Linked DNA regions of Oryctolagus cuniculus: region 1 is linked to region 2. A link is a contact called in public Hi-C data. All regions are on one chromosome and are shown on one strand. The core of a region is the stretch at or near the end of the contact, and the rest is flanking DNA. Distances in the headings are between cores, read along the strand shown. Region 1 overlaps ATP8B1 (ATPase phospholipid transporting 8B1). Region 2 has its middle 83 kb from the start of ATP8B1.

Region 1 (5,308 bases), core at 1,307-3,806, 170 kb after region 2:
ACACAAAGGAAAATAACCTGATTTACTGTCACACTTCCCCCAGTGTCTAATGCATAAATAAATGGCACCAACCTATAAATATCTATTTGCAAGGCTTTTTCCCTTGCAGGTGAATGGCTTCTATTCCAGAGGCCACTTTCCTCTCATTTACTCAACACTGTGACTGGTGGTGGGAGGCTCGGTTTAGCCTCCAAGTGGCTGACCTAGCCAAAGAAGACTGGTTTGAGTTGCCTTGGATTTGGGAGTTGGGGTCCATGTCCCGCAGGGCTGTGGCCCCAGCAACCCTATGGTGGATCAGACCATTTAGAGCTTGGCCATCAGTGGGGCAGGACACAGAGGACCTTCTCAGGGACGTTGGAATGTCACAGTACCCCCAAAAAGCTATGACGAGAAAGGGTTGACTCATCCATTTGCAATGTGAAACTCACGCACAAATTCCTAATTGACAATTTTAGAGGTACTGAAATGCAAAACAGCTACAATGTCTTTTATTGAAAAAATAAGCCAATTTTTTTTAATCCTGGGGTTCAGAATTGTGTGCTAAATTCTTATAGGAGAAACTGGAGCACAAGCAGATATTTTAAATCTATTTTGTTCATAAATGAATGGGAGACAAATGGAATTAAGATAACATTAATTTTGGTACAACAAAATTTGAAATCCAAACATAGTTTTTTTCATAACATGCATTTTTCTATGAACTTTTTGAGAACACTACAATGCATGCATTTCAAATTTTTTGCACTAAAATAAACCTGTATTTTTGCTTAGATTTTATTTATTTATTTGAAAGTCAGAGCTAGAGATAGGAGAAGAGACACAGAGAGAGGTCTTCCATCTGCTGGTTCACTCCCCAGATGGTTGCAATGGCCAGAGCTGGGCCAGGCTGAAGCCAGGAGCCTGTCAGAACAGAACAGTGAACTTGAACCACAGGCCAACTCCCCAGTTCATGGGACTTCCCGAGTGGGTGTTTGTGGGGCCTGTCAAAGGCCGTCCTTGGGAGAGTGTGTCCCTGCCTGCCCCTGCATGCCCAGCACAGTGGCTGAGCCATGCCACATACCAGGGCTGAGGCTGCCACTTCCTTCCCGAATAAAATTAATTTATTTATTTGGAATTTAAAGAGAAAGGCAGATCTTCCATCTGCTGATTCACTCCCCAAATGGCCAGAGCTGTGTCTATCCAAAGGCAAGAGCCAGGAGCTTCTTCCAGGTCTCTTACACGGGTGCAGGGGCCCTAGCTCTTGGGCCATCTTCCACTGCTTTCTCAGGCACATTAGCAGGGAGCTGGACCCGAAGTGGAGCAACTGAGACACGAACCAGCGCCCTTATGGGGGGAGGGGGGGTGCTTGCGCAGCAGGAGGCAGCTTTACTCGGTAAATCACAGCACTGGTCCCAGTAAACATCTTTTAATTCTGTTTTCCGTAAAGTTTTTGAAGTTTTCTCATATTGTGTGTCAATTGAAAAAAAAAAACACACCTTTTTTTTTAATTTTTTTTTATTTTTTTTTTTATTTTTGACAGGCAGAGTGGACAGTGAGAGAGAGAGACAGAGAGAAAGGTCTTCCTTTGCCGTTGGTTCACCCTCCAATGGCCGCCGCGGCCGGTGCGCTGCGGCCGGCGCACCGCGCTGATCCGATGGCAGGAGCCAGGAGCCTGGTGCTTTTCCTGGTCTCCCATGGGGTGCAGGGCCCAAGCACCTGGGCCATCCTCCACTGCACTCCCTGGCCACAGCAGAGAGCTGGCCTGGAAGAGGGGCAACCGGGACAGAATCCGGCGCCCCGACCGGGACTAGAACCCGGTGTGCCGGCGCCGCTAGGCGGAGGATTAGCCTAGTGAGCCGCGGCGCCGGCCCAAAAAAACACCTTTTTAAATATCATTGCTGTCATTGTTGCTAAGGAATCATGATTCTTTTTTGTAAAATATTATTTATTTGAAAGTCAGAATTACAAAGAGAGGAGAGGCAGAGAGAGAGAGAGGTCTTCCATCTGCTAGTTCACTCCCCGGTTTGCTGTAATAGCTGGAGCTGTGTTGATTCAAAACCAGGAGCCAGGAGCTTCTTCTGGGTCTCTCACATAGGTGCAGGGGTCCAAGGACTTGGGCCATCTTCTACTGATTTCCCAGGCCGTAGGAGAGAGCTGGATAGGAAGTGGAGCAGCTGGGACTCCAATCGGTGCCCATGTGAGATGCTGGCACTGCAGGCAGCAGCTTTACCCACTATGCCACAGTGCTGGCCCCAGAAATTATGATTATTATAACCACTTAATAAAGTTCCATTATTAAAAGGAAAAACAGTGAACTTAGAGCAAATTTTTCCCTGTGACTTACACATTTTCCAGAATCTTTGACAACCATAAAGAACAATCATTCTCTGACCTGTAACTTAGAAAAACATTCAAGGGGTGGGCATTGTAGGTTAAGGCATAGCTTAACCTACTCCCATATTGGAGTGCCCGGTTTGAGTCCCGGCTACTCCACTTCCAATTCAACTTCCTACTAATGCAGATTATGGCTCAAGCGTTCGATCTTCTGCCACCCACATGGGAGACCTGGATGGAGTTCCGGGCTCCTGGTTTCAGCTTGGCCCAGCCTTGGCTGCTGCAGACATTTGGGGAGTGAGCCAGAAAAGTGAACCAATCAATCTGTGTGTGTGTGTGTGTGTGTGTGACTCTACCTTTCAAGTAGATGAAAATAAATAAATGCTTTTAAAAACCAAACAACTATTATTACTTGTAATACTTAGGTTCAAAGTTGCCAAGTGGAAAGATATTCAAGTTGGAGACGTCATCCGCCTGAAAAAGAATGATTTTGTTCCCGTAAGTGCACAAGCGCCACCTCTTCCACTCCTCGTCCTCCCCCTGGCCCAGTGCCCGGCTGGCCCCGTGCCCGGCTGGCCCCAGGGGTCTCTGTGTTACTGGTGTGTTCTGTCTTGCACAGGCTGACATTCTGCTGCTGTCCAGCTCTGAGCCCAACAGCCTCTGCTACGTGGAAACAGCGGAACTGGACGGGTGAGTGTGTCTCTGAAAGCCCGTTTGAAAGCCGGCCTTTGTAGGAGCATTCATGATGTTGAAATCTGCTCACTCCAGACAAGAAGCCCTGAGATCCACCCTTGCCTCTGCCCCCTGGCGGCTGCCCAGTGGTGTCTGGGTGACTGACTTCCCCTTCCATCACAGGGAGTGCTTAAGCTTGCCTTTCTGCGCCTCTCTGGGAAGGTGCAAGATCAATCAGGAGGGTGTAGGCTGGAGCCTGCTCCAAACCACTTGGAATAACTACAAAGCAGCAAGAATGACTGACGATCCTATTGTCTGCTTCACAGAACAGAGCAGATTTTCAGGTCTTTGCCAGTAGGCAATTTTACATTGTTTCTTTGTTGGTTTTGGTTATTATGCTACCGGCAAAGCAAGGATAAGATTCTGGTTTTGACCAGTTCTCAACACATCGATTGAGTGCTTCTGAAATGGTAGACCCTTTACGTGTTAGTTTATTTAAATCTTCTGAAAATATCATGCAGCAAGTGTTGTTTCTACCTCAACATGGCCCAGGAGGAGAGGGCGCCCTGCAGGTGCAGCTGCCTGCCCACGATCCCCAGTAAGAGGCGGGCAGGACCCTGCTCCCTGTTCTGCTTCCTGCACGCCACACTTGCACCTGCTGCTGGGCAGACAGCTGAAACCATGTAGGTGAAAGCAAGGTCTTGCCTGCCTAGGGAGCCACCTGCTGATGACTCGATCTCAAGTATAAGACAGCTATCATTGCCATCAGTGAGACAGTCTGTGGCTTCACAAAGATAGGAAATCCTCACATGCCTGTCAGAACTCCTCAGATCATGGGACTTCCCGAGTGGGTGTTTGTGGAGCCTGTCAAAGGCTGTCCTTGGGAGAGTGTGTCCCTGCCTGCCCCTGCATGCCCAGCACAGGTGGCTGAGCCATGCCACATACCAGGGCTGAAGCTGCCACTTCCTTCCCAAATAGAATCATCTTTAAAAAAAAAAAAAAAGATTATTTATAAGACAGAGTTGCAGTGAGAGAGACAGATCTTCCATCTGCTGATTCACTCCCCAAACGGCCACAATGGCCAGAGCTGGGCCAACCCAAAGCCAGGAACCAAGAGCTTCTTCCAGTTCTCCCACATGGGTGCAGGGGCCCAAGGACTTGGGCCGTCTTCTGCTGCTTTCTCAGGTGCATTAGCAAGGAGCTAGATTGGAAGTGGAACAACTGGGACACAACTGGCACCTGTATTGGATGCCGGTACTGCGGGCTGCACCTTTTCCTGCTACACCACAGTGCCAGTCCCATAAAATTGTCTTTCAGACCTGAGATCCTGTTGTTTGCACTGGAAAATAATAAGTTGACAATAGGCAAAACAGAATGCCTGTATTAAATATGTCTTATAGAATCATTTTAGTGATTAAACATTAGAAGGTGTATTTCTGGCTGGTGCCGCAAATCAATAGACTAATCCTCTGCCTGCGGCACCGGCACCCCGGGTTCTAGTTCCGGTCGGGGCGCCGGATTCTGTCCCGGTTGCCCCTCTTCCAGGCCAGCTCTCTGCTGTGGCCCAGGAGGGCAGTGGAGGATGGCCCAAGTGCTTGGGCCATGTACCCGCATGGGAGACCAGGAGAAGCACCTGGCTCCTGGCTTCGGATCAGCACGGTGTGCCAGCCATTGGAGGGTGAACCAACGGAAAAAAGGAAGACCTTTCTCTCTGTCTTTCTCTCTCACTGTCCACTCTGCCTGTCAAAAATAAAATAAAAAAAATTTTAAAAAGGTGTATTTCCAAATATTGGCTTGGTAGCTCCAGTTGGGGTAGGGTGCCAGTGGGGAGGAGGCCCGTGGGTGGCCCGTCCCTACTGTCACAGTAGTCAACAGCAGAGGGCACTGACATCTCCCATTCAGGGATTTTTTTCCTAGTTCAGGAGATAAATTCATCCAAACCTATAGTTCCAAGGTGAACGGAGTTTGAAAATAGAAAAAGCTAATTTTTAAAGACTTGAATTTCAGATATACCTAATGTTACTTTGTGTGAGTTCCTTTATACTCCTTTTATTTAAAAGTTTTATTTATTTATTAGTAAGACACACACACACACACACGCACGCGCACACGTGCAGAGAGAGATTTCCCATCTGCTGGTTCACTCCCTAAATGCCCACAATACCAGGGCTGAAGCCAGGAACCCAGAAGCCCATGCAGGTCTCTTCCATGGCTATCAGGAACCCGAGTATGTAGGCCATCCCTGCTGCCTTCCGGGCACATTAGCAGGACGTTGGATCAGAAGTGGAGTCCAGACTCCATCCCAGGCACCCTTGTGGGTGTC
Region 2 (5,225 bases), core at 2,013-4,512:
TCTACCCATGTGTGGTGTTTAGTCTATTCTGAATCAATCAAATAATTCAAACAAATGACTCATTGCTTTTCTTCCTTCCTAATCTTTTGACTTGTTTATTTTCTCAACACTTCTAAGCCATTCTGCATTTCTGGTTATCCACCCTACACACACACACACACACACACGCACACGGGCTGGCCGTCATTGTTTGGTACCAGCTACCAAGTGACTAATAGGCAATTTTAGTTTCCTCCTGAGAGTCAATGGAATATTAAATATTAAGAATCTTCTGATGTGGTGCAAGCATTTGAGTGATAATTTTAACCACATTGGAGCAGAAAAACCATTAATCTACTAAAATCTCTCCAAACAGAACCAAGCCAGGGACGCTACTGGCTGCAATAGGGTGTCTGGAGAGTCAAATTCTAGGTCTGAATACTATCATTTCTCTGCCCAGGGGACTTACCCCTTGCTGCTCCCGGCTACTTGGAGACTTGTGCCTGTCTCTTCCAGATGCTTCTCATCAAAGTATCAGGTCCCCATCTCAGTGTCATCCTTAGGGATGCCTTTCCCAACTCCTTCTCTAGTTCAGATCCCCCTGCTATACTTCTGCAGGCCCTGGTTACTCAGTGGCCTGTTCACGTATTCATTCCTCATTTCACTTGAGTGCCTGATCTATTCCAGGTAATGTATTAGATGTTGGGTATATGGTATGAGGAAAAGCCTGCCCTTATGCTAAGTGGTGAGCAGGGGTGGGGGCAGGGACATAAACCACCCTGTGCACAGTAAAGCTTGGATTCAGCTGTGACAAGTGTACCCAAGGGAAAGAAGGGAGAATGATGAGAAAATTCATCAAGGGTGTAATTAGGACTGACTTCAGACTATAGGTTCCAGCTGAAGAGGTGAGATCAAGTGATGGTTCGTGCCCAGGTGTCTGCTCCAGGGCTCTGGATCAAGGTCAAGGTCTTCTGGGTGCTGGGCTGTGCCCTCCCAGTCCTAGACCCTGTCCAGCCTGTGATGGGCATGGGCTCTGACCTGTGGAGGGTGGTCTGGCTTTCTGGTAGAATGAGCACTTGTAGGAGTTCAGGAGATTTCATGACAGAGATCAGCATGAGATACAACAAGGGTAATTCTGAGCATTGACCATGATGTGTGGTCAAGGAATCAACTATGAGGCAGGAGCAGGAATCTAAGAAAAAAGGGTTATCTGTGTGTGAGCACAAATTGGTGGTGGTGGGGTCCTAGATTCTCTTTCAATGAATACTGAAAGACAGTGCCCACTGGCCACCCTGCCACACAGCTCTTCCCCTGGCCACTGTTAATGGAACGGCAGCCAAAAGAGTCAGAGTAAACATCTGACCAAGCTGGCAAGGGTATTCAGTCTATTGGCCACCCTTGGCTGGGCCAGAGGGAGCACCCACCCCACTGCATCTAAAGGCTTCTCCAGGGTTTTCCAAAGTGGAGCTAAGGAAAGGATCCAGTAGCCAGGTCCCAGCAGTACAGAGGAAGCCAACACACAGTAGGACATTTAGTAGGGAGGGAAGGAAGTTCCTGTGAAGGGGAGGCACAGATGGAAGGAACAGGGGGGACTGGTGGAGAAGAGGAGAGAGAGATTGAGTGGCCCTGGTGTCACTCAAATCTCTATTCTAGTTGTTTCTGAAGCCCAGAAAGACCTACCCTTATCATGACTTGATTGTCCAACTCCTTAAAAAAAGTCCTCCTCTTCTCTACACTGGATCAGATTGAGTTTTTCTTACTTTATAACCAGAGACTCCCAATAAGCTTGGATCGTCTGCTACAAGACAAGGAAAAGGTCAGCACCATCATTCCACTAGGACTCAGCAGAGTTCCCCCCACTTAACAATTAGAATTGCAGACAAATCATTTGAAGATAGGACTTTGAAGAAATCCACATGCCACAGATATATAGCGTGGACCTTGATTATGTCCTTATAGTATCAATTCAACAAACTTTAACAAATACTAAGCACTTATTAAGATCTGGAACCTAGAACATGATCCTGTTTTGGGAACCTGAGCGAGATCCGTGTCCAAAACAGACAGAGGTCTATCCCCGCTCCAGCCAGTTAGTTGCCAGAGCTAGGGCTGTTGTCAGCTAAGTAGCACAGGACAGGAGGCTCCAACAACTCTCTGCTTCCCTGGGCTGGAGGTTAGAAATCCGAGGTCAGTGTGGGCAGTGCTGGTTCCCTCTGAACAGCAGGGAGAGCTCAGCTGCTCCTCGGCTTGCCTTGTTCTCCTTCGCTCTGTATCTTCACATCACATCACCCTCCTCTGCCTCTGTGTCCATGTTTTTGCCTTTTTTTTTTTTTTTTTGACAGGCAGAGTGGACAGTGAGAGAGAGAGAGACACAGAGAGAAAGGTCTTCCTTTGCCGTTGGTTCACCCTCCAATGGACACTGCGGCTGGCGCACCGTTGGTTCACCCTCCAATGGACACTGCGGCTGGCGCACCGCGCTGATCCGATGGCAGGAGCCAGGTACTTCTCCTGGTCTCCCATGGGGTGCAGGACCCAAGCACTTGGGCCATCCTCCACTGCACTCCCGGGCCACAGCAGAGAGCTGGCCTGGAAGAGGGGCAACCGGGACAGAATCCGGCACCCTGACCAGGACTAGAACCCGGTGTGCCGGCACCGCAAGGCGGAGGATTAGCCTAGTGAGCTGCGGCGCCGGCCCATGTTTTCGCTTCTTACATGGGCACACATTAGATAGGAGCCTGCCCAACGACCTCGTTTTAACTTAATTACCTCTTAACAACTCCATCTCCAAATGTGGTCCTGTTCTGAGGTACTGGGGGTCAGGACTGCAACACAAGGGTTTTTGAGGGGACACAGCTCAGCCCATGGCAACCTTTATTGTGTTAAGCCACTGAGATTCGGGTGTTGTCTGTTACCATGGCGTATTCCAGGCTAATTTGGCAGAAGCAGGGAAACCATCACATCGACAGCTTCTTGGGTTGTCTGTGTATTTATGATGCTATGAAAAACCACACTGGGGACGATATAAAAAAAGTTTCATGTGTCACAGCCATGACTAATTAGCTCACAGCAGTACTCTCTGAGCTGGAGCATCATCATTTTGGCCTGCTTTGGGAACCGAGAGCCAGGGAAGACAAAGTCTCTCCTCAGGCAGACAGGAAGGCCCCAGGCAGGCTCCCAGCCGTGTGCACTGAGCGACTGCTGGGCCAGTTCCCGCCTCACAGGGATCCAAGATGGCGCCGCTGCAGGTGGATTCCCTCCCCTCGGGCTGCTGGGTAGGTGCCCGGCCTGTCAGTGAGGCTCTCGGTCTGTCAGGCCTCCTTGTCTGTTATGAGCTCAGGATGCTTCTTGCTCACCCAGGTATTATCCTTCACCTAGTGACAGATTAACTCCCCCATCACGTGTTCAAGCTTGTCCACTGCTTACTAAGCCTCACTCTTTCCCCGCGGGTCTGACACAGGCAGGCAGCTGAGATGTGGCTTCCTCCTTCTCTGGGCAGATCCTTCAGACTCTGAGAAGGGCTCCGCAGGGACACAACAATGCACCTTGTGTTAGTGTCAGTGGCTGCTGTGACAAAGTAGCACATACGGGGTGCCTTGAAAGACTGATTCCCTCACAGCACTGGGGCCAGAGGTTCTGAATCAAGCCGCCGGCAAAACCAGGAGTCCTCTGGGAGCTGCCGGTGAGAATCCCTCCTTACCCCTTCCAGTTTCCCAGTTCCGGTATCCTTTGCCTTGTTGCATCGCCCTCAGCTCTCCTCCATCTTTGAGGGTCTCCTCCTCTTTGTCTGAAATCTCCCCTTACCTTTCCGACACTCTCATGGGGTTTTGAACCCACAGGAGAACTCCGGATGGGGTCATCTCAGGACCCTTCACTTGCATCCACACAGACCTGTTTTCCAAGCAGGGTTATGCTCACAGCTTTCAGGGATCAGGATGCGGTTGTATTGCTTGGGGGGGCGGGGGGCACTGTTCAACCCACTGCATCTTTCTGTGCACTTCCCGAAAGCTTGTTCCCCGGGCAAGTGCGAGACGTGATTGAAGTTGGAGCTTGCCTGCTGCCTGCCCCTTTCTTTTTTTCTTTTTTCTTTTTGACAGGCAGAGTGGATAGTGAGAGAGAGACAGAGAGAAAGGTCTTCCTTTTGCCATTGGTTCACTCTCCAACGGCTGCTGCGGCCGGCGCACTGCGCTGATCCGAAGCCAGGAGCCAGGTGCTTCTCCTGGTCTCCCATGGGGTGCAGGGCCCAAGCACTCGGGCCATCCTCCACTGCACTCCCTGGCCACAGCAGAGAGCTGGCCTGGAAGAGGGGCAACCGGGACAGAATCCGGCGCCCCGACCGGGACTAGAACCTGGTGTGCCAGTGCCACTAGGCAGAGGATTAGCCTAGTGAGCCACGGCGCCGGCCCTGCCCCTTTCTTTACTGATTTGTATCCTCTTAGCCTCTGCCTAGGAAAAGCTCACTGGGCTTTCTTTTCTACTTCCAACATGTCAGTGCCAACACCACACGTGTTGGTTTTCCCACACCAAGCAATGCTCAAGTCCTCTGTACCAACTGGGTGTCCTACAGTTCGGTTCCAACACCATCTACCTAAAATCCATGCAGACCTCACGTGTTGAAAGTTCAGTTCCATGAGGCTGCCCCCCAATTGCAAGTCCAGGTTGTCCTCTGCACTCCCAACTAACCGGCTGTGACTCAGAGGTTCCCCCAGTTCCCATTGGCTGGAATGGCTCACAGAACTCAGGGAAACACGTCACCTGCTAGGACCCCTGTTTGTTGCAGAAGGGTATAACGTGATGCAGGAGCAGTCAGAGGGCAGAGACACAGAGGGCCAGGCCTGGGGGAGGAGGGTGTGCTCCCAGTCCCCCCTGGGTGCACCACCCACCCAGCACCTCCAAGTGTCCAGCAACCTGGAGATACTCTCAAGGCTGCAGCACAGGGATTTTCCACGGGCTTCACATGAAGTCATGGCCAACTCTGAACTGAACCCTCCTCCCTTTACCCCTTCCCGGAGGTTGGAACTGAAAGTTGCAAGGCACTGATCATGGCCTGGGCTTTCCAGTGAGCAGCCGTGGAGTCCCCTCACGAGAGCAGGTGCTACTGCCCAGAAAATCCCAAGGACTGAGGGGCTCTGTGTCAGCAGTCGGGGCCAACGACCAAATATGAGAACAGAAGCTGCACTAACACCCGTCTTGCTCAGGAATTTGCAGGGTTTCAGGAGCTGTGTGCCAGGAGCTGGGGGCAGACACTG

What was found. Hi-C and Micro-C count contacts between places; a contact is called where the count stands out from the background.
Region 1: a Hi-C map of embryonic fibroblasts shows a contact between it and region 2, with 3 times the contacts expected there. The contact joins two enhancer-like sites. A contact is called at or near these places in 4 of 6 Hi-C or Micro-C datasets (ear pinna, embryonic fibroblasts, psoas muscle and 1 more).

Annotation. Positions count from the first base shown.
Region 1 is chr10:20,608,780-20,614,087 of mOryCun1.1, forward strand. It overlaps ATP8B1 (ATPase phospholipid transporting 8B1), which reads left to right. Exons shown (of 28, transcript XM_002713627.5): 7 at 2,739-2,811; 8 at 2,933-3,003. Among named protein-coding and RNA genes, the nearest start is that of ATP8B1, 86 kb to the left of the region's middle. Within about 2 kb of position 2,557, at least 1 of the 8 cell types and tissues checked has an H3K27ac peak or open chromatin away from gene starts, as enhancers often do.
Region 2 is chr10:20,439,644-20,444,868 of mOryCun1.1, forward strand. No RefSeq gene overlaps it. Among named protein-coding and RNA genes, the nearest start is that of ATP8B1, 83 kb to the right of the region's middle. Within about 2 kb of position 3,263, at least 1 of the 8 cell types and tissues checked has an H3K27ac peak or open chromatin away from gene starts, as enhancers often do.